Linked DNA regions of Mus musculus: all the other regions are linked to region 2. The links are chromatin contacts, called in public Hi-C and Micro-C maps. All regions are on one chromosome and are shown on one strand. The core of a region is the stretch at or near the end of the contact, and the rest is flanking DNA. Distances in the headings are between cores, read along the strand shown.

Region 1 (2,992 bases), core at 458-2,957, 580 kb before region 2:
ACAGCCAGCAAGGGCTGGGCCCCAAGAGGGCAGTAGCTGCGGCAGCCAGTGGCCTGGGACTGGCTAAAGGGCTGCTAGGACATTACATAGGTGAATGGTGTAGGGTGGTTCCTATTGAGCCTTCTGGAAGCCCCTTCTTCCTCCTGCTCAGGCCAGGAGGTCTAGGGAAAGTAAAAGCTGTTCTGGCTGGGTGGCCAAGGAATACGAGGTTAGGCCAGCTTCTCTCGTGGGGTTTGCTGCCCCCCCCCCACAAGTCAGGCTTGGAAGCTGGGCAACCCATCAGCCCTCCTTACAGGGGACTCCAGCATAGCCAGCTTTCCTAAACAAGTTGAAAGGCAGGTCTGAGAGAGGGAGGTGGGGAGAGTCCACTGAGCCAGGCCAGCTGGCAGCAGTACCACATAGCACCAGGGAGGCACCACCCCGCTGCACCACCGTCAGGGCCCTGCGGTGCCCCAAGAGACCAGGAAAGGGCTACTTCATCTTGCCTACTTCCCACTGAAGCTTGGTCAATGTCTCCTCCCAGGGACACCAGGGCCCCTGGGGTGGCATGCACTTACTATTGGCTAGCAGATTCTCAGCCTCAGGCTGGCACTCTTCAGCCCAGAGGCGGGGATGTGGGGGAGAGATGGGAAGGAGGTCCTATTTACAGACTGCAGGCTTTCCGCCTGCATCTCAGGGAGATAGAGTTAAGTCCCCAAGGAATTGATTCCTGGTATGTTCTGAGGGGTTCATGCTAGGGCCCCCTGATATCCCTGAAATGCCCTGTCCCCACCTGCATACCCAGATAGGATCGGCCTGGGAGGGCCAGCTCTCAGAGCCTGCCAGCTGGTCAGAGAACCCGGCCCTTTTTCCATAGCCAATCCTGAGCCCCTGTGTTCTGGCCCCTACAAATCCTTCCAAACCTGGAGCAACCAAGGGACAAAGTCTGGAAGATGTCTGACATATGCGTCTATGACTCCCACCTGTCCCCGACTGTCCTGATCCCAGAGAAGCTAGGTAGAGAGAGCCAAAGGCACATGGCCAGAATGTCCTCACAGGGCCACCCAAGGCTCTGCATCCTCCCCCAGCCTTGAGTCTGTACAAGACGGTGGCCCCAGGCAGGGATGCCATGACGTCATCTCCAGGTAGCTGGGAACCAGGTGGACCCCATACTCCCTGGCAGACACCCTGGGCTCACTGGCCGCTTTCCTTGCAAGCCAACCGCCCCTGCTGATTTCCTCTTTTTTTTTAATACCCCGAGACGCCAAGGTTTCGCAAGGCTGGGGAGGGGAGGCGGCTGCGGGTGACAGCGTGACACGCAGCCCGGCGGGGGAGGGGAGTCGGCGGCACAGGTCGCACGGAGCCCGCGAGGTGCCCTCCGGATGCTGCGCCTCACCACTGCCAGTCCCTGACGCCGGCAGGTGCACCCGGGCCGCGCCCCAACCCAGCCAGGACCCAGCGCGTGGCGCGTCCCCATCCCCCGCGCCCCCCACGCAGTCCTGTCCACCCGGCCGCACCCCGCGCCTCCGCCCGTCCCGCACCTACCCGGGGCTCCGCAGTCAGCGCAGCGCGTGTTCCCCGGCCGCGTCAGTAGCTCCAGCAGCGCCCGGCGCCGCTCCCCGGCCATGGCTGCGCGGCCACCGCGCCGTCCCGAGCACGCCCGCCCCGCTAGGGCCCCGCGCCGCGCGCCCGCCGCCCGCCTTGCGCCATCGCCACCGCTCAGCCCGCGCGCCGGCCCCGATCGTGTCGCCGCGCGGGGCCGCCCTGAGCGGAGCTGCGCGCGCGGGGACCGGGGAGTAACGCACGGCGCGCCCGGGACGGCGCGGCCCGCGGGCGGCCCCCAGCGGCGCGGACAGGGAGCGGCCTCTTGGAGAGCCCGGCCTCAACGGGTCCACCTGGGGCGGGGTCGCAGGGAACCCGCGCTGCGGAAGGATGGGCCACCCAACACGCAAGCGTGCCTGTTGGGTTGAAGCTGAGGTCGCGGGCAGCTCAGGCTAGCCCTACCTATGAATGACAAATTCCAGTACTAAAAGGATCGAAGGGCTCCACCCTCACACGTGTCCAAGTCTATAGTCTCATCTCCAAGAGATAGGACAAGAACTGGCCACACCCTTCCTGATCTCTGGCCCGCTCCCTCCCAGAGCCGGGTGTCTGCTTCTTTAACTGGCCCTAGCATTTCTTTTCAAATTCCATTTTCTCCATTATAAACGCAATAGTAGCCATTTAGAAGCCAATGGCCACACCCAACTGAGAAATGAAAGCCATCTCCAAAGCCTCCTGAGAGTCTACTCCTGCTAATATGTCACAGCCAGGGTGTTGGTTGCTCTATGATTTGGCCCCACAGTGTTCCCTGCCCCGCAAAGGCCCCTGGGTTAAGGGCACAGTCCCCACGGTGATGCTATAGTGTGGTCAGGGCTACTGGGAGGAAGTTAGGTTGTTGGGACCCTAGCCTCTTCGTTATGCTCTCTCTTGCTTCCTGGGGAGGAAGGGTCCGTTTTGTCCCACCACGTATGTCATGCTGCTTTACTGCACATTGTCTTTCTGAGTGTCTACTTTGATGTCATGAACGTTTGCAATCCTGGCCGACTCCACCTGGTGGCCCTCTGCTGAGGCTGTTGTCTTGCCAGGGGCATCTGTCCCTCCTGACCTGGCTGTCATGCCATTGCAGAACTTGTTTTGGGATCAGGAGACAGAACATGCAACCTGCCCCAATGCACATTTTGGAGGTCTTGAGGCCGGTGGCGCTGTAGGCTTGTTGTTTAACGGATCTAATGTTTTTCTCCTGAAGCCTACTGGAGCCTGGCTCCAGACCTGGCACACAGCAGGAGCTTGGAGAATGAAGCAAAATGCAGACTGCTGGGGGCTGGGGAAGTGGTTCAATGGATAGAGAGCTTACCCAGCATTCACCGAGCTGCGTATTGTGTCCTCGGCACCACAGAACCTAGGAGTACTGACGGATGCCTCTACTCTCAGTGCCCAGGAGGTCGAGGCAGGAGGATCCGCTGTTCAAGGC
Region 2 (3,237 bases), core at 250-2,749:
CTGGAATGATGTTTGCAGTCGCACACCACTACAGAAACCCAGGTATGGACCGGGGGTTTGTGCAACCCTGGAGCAGGCTGGGGTGCCTTGGCGACTGAAGCCCTACTCTATAACTTCTTGGTAAGGTTCCTGGTTGTGGGGAGGGGGGAGGCGTGGGCGTCGGCAAAGATGTGTGTGAACTTCTGCCAGAACTTCATGTTCTTCATGAGGGTGGGCTAAGGGGTGAATTATGGGGTGTGCCCGTTAGGTGTGAACCTGCTCTGCAAACGTGTGGGTGCAACATACATAGTGTCCACCCTGGGTCATGTACACATGCCTGCTAGTGACATGGCTCAGGAGAATGGGAGAGGAAGGGAGGAATGGGGGCGGGGCGGGAGATGAGAGAACCAGGAGAAAGCTCTGGCCTCATCCCCGTGGCTCTGGCCAGGGGTTAGCTTGTGGCCTTCCCAGCTTGAGGGGTGCCTGGCTTGTTTTTTGTTTTTTGTTTTTTTGAAGGGCCCGGCAAAAGCTACCCTAAAAGCAGGCTTTGGAGCCTTCAGTCCCGGCTGGATTCTCTTGAGGTCTGAGCAAGGGTAGACCCACAGCTCTGTCCTTGACCACCATGCTCTGTGTCTAAGAATCCACCGGAAAGACGATAGAGCCTCCTCTACCCTCAGTCCCTAACTGGAATCTCACTCCTCAGGGTTCCAAAGGAAAAATGGGGCTGGGGAAAGCCTAGGATCGGCCAAGTGTGGGCTGCCTGCCGGTGCTGCAGGCTGGATCTAGTCGAGTCGCAGGACAGGCCACAGGACCCGAGCTCGGGAAGCTCCTGGTCCTCTGGCCGCGCTACTCCAAGGTTCAGGCTATTCCCATGCTGGTCCCTGGTGGTCTGGCAACCCAAGGGACAAGTCCCCGCCCCCAGCCTCTCCTCGCCCCTTACTATGTATACTTGGCTGCACTCTGCGGCTCCAGTCCCCTTCGTTGGCATTGTGTCCCGAAGCCTGGCTCTTGAGAGTGCTCCAGCTCGGAGGAGGCGTCCAAAAAGGGTTGCACCCACTCTGCCCAAAGGGGGGTCCTTCAGCTCCGCAAGCGCACGGAGGCTCGAAAGCTGTGCGCAAGGCCTTAGCCCGGCGAGGGCGCTCTTGAACTTGATTTTGATTTTCAACCCAAGGCCAAAGCTACCGCCTGGGGAAGGGGCGCGGTAGGGAATGGGATACCAGCGGGCTCAGTCAGTGTTCCTGGAACCATGGGGGTGGGGGGTGGGGGTGGGTGGGAGGGTGGACAGCCCCAGAGGGATGACTTGGATCCCCGGAAAGCACACATTAACTCCCCCCCCCCACACACACAGAGGCTAGTGGGAGGGGAATCCACTACTCGGAACCTTCCGGGAATGGGAAGGTGCCAGGCTGATCTCACGCCTCCCGGCCTCTCAGCCCAAGGGGGTGGTGACATACAATGCAGAGAGGAGGGACTGTGAAGGGGGTCGGTGACCTTAGGAGAGAGCAAGTCCCTGGTGGGAAGAGAGAATGTTGCATCTCGGAGGGCCTGACAACCTTGTACCATCTCTGATTCTCCCCTCCCCGCCGCCCGCCCCGTGAAACAATCGTCCCTGCGGGTGGAGCTGTGACACGCGCGCTTACATAGGGTCTGACTTCGGGGTCAACTTCTACATGGCTTCCTGCGGGTGCGTGTGTGTGCACAGGCGTGACTGTACGCGCGTGCACATCTCTGCCTCTCGTACCCACCTCCCATCGCCACGAAGGGTCCCAACCCCATGACACTCGGGGACTTGGGCTCCACGGCTCTTAGCTCAGTGGCCTGGGACGCGGGCAGGGGACGCAGGCAAAGCCAGGAAAAGGAGGCGAGGCTGTGTTGCGGCGTCCTGAGATGTCCCCCCGGCTCCAGCCAACTTCCCCTCAGGGAGCCTTGATCCCCTCCCGGGGCAACCTATGGACGTGCAGCGGCCCCCGCCCCTGCTCCGGTCCCCTCCCCGCGCGGCTCCCACGTCCGACCTGCCTCGCGCTCACAAAATGAACCACCGCCTCGCGTCGCCGCGGCCGCTGCCGCCGCGCCCGCTCCCGAGCTCGAGAGCCGGAGCCGCCCGGCCCCTTCGGCGTCGCCGGCGCCGCGGCCGCCCCGCCTGCCCGGCCGGTCCGGGGCTGCTCCGATCGCGCGGTCCCCGGCTCTTGACGCAGTGAGCGCCGCAGCCCGGCTCCCGCAGGCTCCTCTCCGCTCCCGGCGAGAGGCCGATCCTCAAGCCCGGCGGGCTCCGGGAGGGGCGGGCAACGCGGGAGGGGGAGGAGGTCTGTCTGGAGCCAGCAAGAACCCCGAGGAGGAAGAGGAGGAGGAAGCAGGGGCAGCCGCCGCCGCCGCCGCCACCGCCACCGCGGCGCTCCGGGGACTTCGGCGCGCGTGCTCTGCTAGCCGGTGATCGAGCCTTCAACCCTGGGGGCCACAACCCCGTTCAGGTAGGAAGGGGTGTGCAGCGAGTGGTGGTCCCCTCTGCCGCAGACGTGGGGTCCACAGGTCCCCGCCCCTGGAGGGGGAGGGGCAGGAAGGATACGCTCTCGCCGGCTTCCCGGGTGGCGCGGGAGTCCCCAACGGCTCCCGCAGCCCTGGTTGCCCCTATCGCCTCAGTCCCCCTCGCCGTGTCCTGGCCGTCCGCACCTGGACCGAGTCCCCTCTTCACCCGGGGGGTTTCAGATGCAGCGCGTTTAGTCTGAGGCTCCAGGGCGCCCTCCACTCAGCCGCCTTCCCAAAACCCGAAGTTCTCGATCGCCGATCTCTGGCTGGACAAACTTCCCTCCCGACTCCGCCGATCGGAGCGCCTGGGCTTGGGTCCCCTGCCCCCACCTCGGATTAGGAAGCACCACCGAGGACCCGAAACTTTGCTGAGCGTGCTGCCTAGGCCGTGGTGGGGTCGGTCTGCTGTAGGGTGCATGGGACGGCCTTAGTGCCCCAAGTTGGCCCAGAAGCTGCCCCCCCCCAGTCCGAATACCTCCACTCGTAGTTCAAAGAGGAGAAAAAGTGGGTGGTGGGACCTCGCCTTCGTTCTGCACACTGGTCTCCAGGCGCTGGAGCCGTGGGGAGGGTAATGTAAGACCCGCACCCCCACCCCAGCCGGGTGCCGGGGCTCTGTCCAGCTCCCTGGAAGGAACTGGCTTCTAGTTATTAACAGGCGCCTTTGACAAGAGCCTGTAGGGACTGGGAAAACCACTGGCTGCGAGGTGCTTCCAGACCCCAGCCAGAGACTGACCC
Region 3 (3,101 bases), core at 221-2,720, 700 kb after region 2:
ATTCACTCTGTAACTCAGGCTGCCTTTAAATGTTCAGCAATCGTCCAAGCCTGCTACATGGGCTATCATGTCTGTCTTCATTTTGAAAAGAATTTTGTTGAAAGCAGGTGTGCGTATGTGTATGTGCGTGCGTGCGTGCGTGTGTATAAATGTGTGTTGCTCAGGCCAAGTTGCACGTGTGGAGGTCAGAGGGCAACATATTGTTGGTTCTTTCTGACCATGTGGGTCCTGGGAAATAAACTCAAATCTGCCTAGGTGACAGTTGCGTTTGCCCACTGAACCATCTGGCCAGCCCCTGCAGTAAGTCTTTACCTGATCCAGCCTGATGCCTTCTTTTAACCTCCAAGAGAGGGACGGACATTAAGAAGAGTGTAGTAGAGAAATAATTAGAAATGATACTCCGGTCTAAAATATAAACGCTAGGGAGTCGGCGACAGAAGGAACAGCAGTTTATCCGTGGTGGCAGGGTGGGCTCAGACTTCCTTTGAAGGGGGACGCGGAAACTGAAGCCAACCAGACCCAGGGGCAGCCAGGCGGAGAGCCGCCCCCAGCTGCGCTCCCGGAAGATGCAGCAGGCTCGGGCTCGGACCCTGCTCCCACTCCAGGGGACCCTTGGCCATTTCCGGACCCGTAGCCTCTCACCCTACCATTAGGCGCACATTCCTGCCGCCCCCGCTCGTGCTAGGCGCAGGCAAGGCCCCCGCCCGTGGGAAGGGGGCCGTGTGCCGGGGAGGCGGGTCTGGGATGGCGCACAGCTGGGTCACATCTGGTAGGAGTGCGGAGGAACCAAATGGAACAGAAGGTAGCCTTTCATCCTTCGAGGAAAGAGGCTGCTTGAGTGTCTCCTCGCTACGGGGTGCCTGAGGTTTTTGGGGACCAACCCTCCCCATTTAGGAACATGATGCCAAGACAGGCCTGCCTGGGGGAGGAGGGAAGGATGGACCGACGGAGGGACGTAGAATTTTGTCACTGATACCCTTTTGCCTGAACTTCAGGTCCACTCCTAAGACATAAGTATCAGTAAGGGCAGCTCAAAATTAATCGCTCAGGACACACTGCAGGCTACCACTTTGGCTCAGTCAGCACCGTTCCCCAGGGAAGGAAACCCGCTCGGGGACAGGAAATGCACAGCGAGAAGCCAAGGATGTCGCCCGCGGAGGAGCACTGGCCCTATCACCCAGGTCCCAGCTTCGGGGGCGCGTCCTCCACGTGCAGCCGTGGCGGGCGTTGGTCAGGCTGGGTGTCTCCCAGAGCAGCTCCGGAGGGTGACTCGGCGCAGGCGGGACAGGCTCGTGCACAAAGGGGGCGGGTGCCGTGGGTACCCCAGCTGGGTGGTTCCCAGCCCCTTGTCCGTATCCCACGTGGGAAGGAGAGATCTCCCTAAAGGTTACGCCCCAAGGCTAGCAGCCAATTAGCGCGTGGAGGCGTGGCGGGCAGGGGAGGTTTAAGAGTTCCTGAAGCGAGAGGCGCGCAGCTGGACCGGGAGCCTCGGGCAGCCGGACCAGTTGGCACTGGGATAGATATTACGTGCGGCCGCCGGCCACCATGCTCCAGCGGTGCGGCCGGCGCCTGCTGCTGGCGCTGGTGGGCGCGCTGTTGGCTTGTCTCCTGGTGCTCACGGCCGACCCGCCACCGACTCCGATGCCCGCTGAGCGCGGACGGCGCGCGCTGCGTAGCCTGGCGGGCTCCTCTGGAGGAGCTCCGGCTTCAGGGTCCAGGGCGGCTGTGGATCCCGGAGTCCTCACCCGCGAGGTGCATAGCCTCTCCGAGTACTTCAGTCTACTCACCCGCGCGCGCAGAGACGCGGATCCACCGCCCGGGGTCGCTTCTCGCCAGGGCGACGGCCATCCGCGTCCCCCCGCCGAAGTTCTGTCCCCTCGCGACGTCTTCATCGCCGTCAAGACCACCAGAAAGTTTCACCGCGCGCGGCTCGATCTGCTGTTCGAGACCTGGATCTCGCGCCACAAGGAGATGGTGAGACCCAGCGCGGCCTGGGCAGGGGGATGAAGTGGGGATCACCCTCTGGTCCAACTGGTGACTGACGATAGCGGTTCCCGATGCGTTAATTGCTTTGGGTCTATCTGGGAAACGATGACACTGATAAATCCCATTACAGCCCCGTGTGGCTGCTGGGGTTCACTTTGCCTTACTACCCTGGAAGCTTCCTTCCGTGTTGCCCAGGGTCACCCCAGCCACATGCTCTGTGTCTGGATGAGTCGCCTCCAGCTTAGGGCTGGCTCTGTAACGCTTCTCCTAAACACTGGAGTGAATGGCCATATTTGTTCCTAAACTTTTTCGAGCAAATTGGCTCAGTTCCATCCTGGGTCCCCTTCACTCCCCTTCCTTCTTCCTGGGTGGAAGGTACGCCCCCTTGAAAGGGAGGGAGGAAAAGGCATAGCACACCCCTGGACCAGGCAAAGTGAAAGAAATGGGTGCTAGTTCTCCAGACTTGCTCAGAACCCTGACTTCAGTAGCTCAGCTCCCCCACCTCCTGTTAGACCAACTTCATACACATAATAAAAAGACACACCCCACTTTGAAAATCTCCCTGGAGGCTACAACAGGACCGTTGGGGCGGGAGAGCAGAGTGCACTGCGTGTGTGTGTGTGTGTGTGTGTGTGTGTGTGTGTGTGTGTGTGTGTGTGTGTAGGGGTGGGGGTAGATATTTGGTGTGAAGACTAAGACTCACTTTCCTTCCTGACCCAGCCCCAGTGAGACTTCGCTTTAGGACAGTGGAGGTTAAGAGGACAGGCTCCTATCTAGTCTTGGTCAAAGAGGGGCCCTGAGAACCCCACCGTAGCCTCCTGAGAATGAGGCGTCCCTTTCCCAGGGGCTCAGCAGGCCTTCGGGAGGGGGCAGCGGGGGGCCATGGGTTTTGTTTGGCTGTGGTGCCGTTAGGATTCCCAGCGCTAGGCTGCTCTCACGCCGGCCCCTTGGGCAAGGCAACAAAGCCCCTTTCTCCAGCCGAGAAAGGCGTCGGCCTCTTGTGTACAGCTATGCGCTCCATGGGAACCGTTGGCTGGCGTGCTGGCCACTCAGGTTGCCTGGTGATGAGGGGGCCTCTGTGTCCTCCCCCCAGCCCTGAATGACAGCCCTCGTGG

Evidence for each region. A called contact is a pair of places that touch in the nucleus more often than the background predicts.
Region 1: a Hi-C map of embryonic stem cells shows a contact between it and region 2, with 1.8 times the contacts expected there. The contact joins the promoter of Adap1 here to the promoter of Elfn1 in region 2. A contact is called at or near these places in 2 of 484 Hi-C or Micro-C datasets (the G1E-ER4 cell line and embryonic stem cells).
Region 3: a Micro-C map of embryonic stem cells shows a contact between it and region 2, with 2.2 times the contacts expected there. The contact joins the promoter of Lfng here to the promoter of Elfn1 in region 2. A contact is called at or near these places in 4 of 39 promoter capture datasets (embryonic stem cells, hippocampal neurons, liver and 1 more), 3 of 484 Hi-C or Micro-C datasets (all in embryonic stem cells) and 2 of 115 datasets of contacts at active chromatin or transcription factors (embryonic stem cells and stem cell-derived neural progenitor cells).

Annotation. Positions count from the first base shown.
Region 1 is chr5:139,323,757-139,326,748 of GRCm38.p6, forward strand. It overlaps Adap1 (ArfGAP with dual PH domains 1), which reads right to left and starts at 1,708. Exons shown (of 11, transcript NM_172723.4): 1 at 1,525-1,708. The coding sequence starts at 1,606.
Region 2 is chr5:139,906,367-139,909,603 of GRCm38.p6, forward strand. It overlaps Elfn1 (leucine rich repeat and fibronectin type III, extracellular 1), which reads left to right and starts at 1,500. Exons shown (of 2, transcript NM_001384186.1): 1 at 1,500-2,447.
Region 3 is chr5:140,605,871-140,608,971 of GRCm38.p6, forward strand. It overlaps Lfng (LFNG O-fucosylpeptide 3-beta-N-acetylglucosaminyltransferase), which reads left to right and starts at 1,471. Exons shown (of 8, transcript NM_008494.3): 1 at 1,471-1,974. The coding sequence starts at 1,546.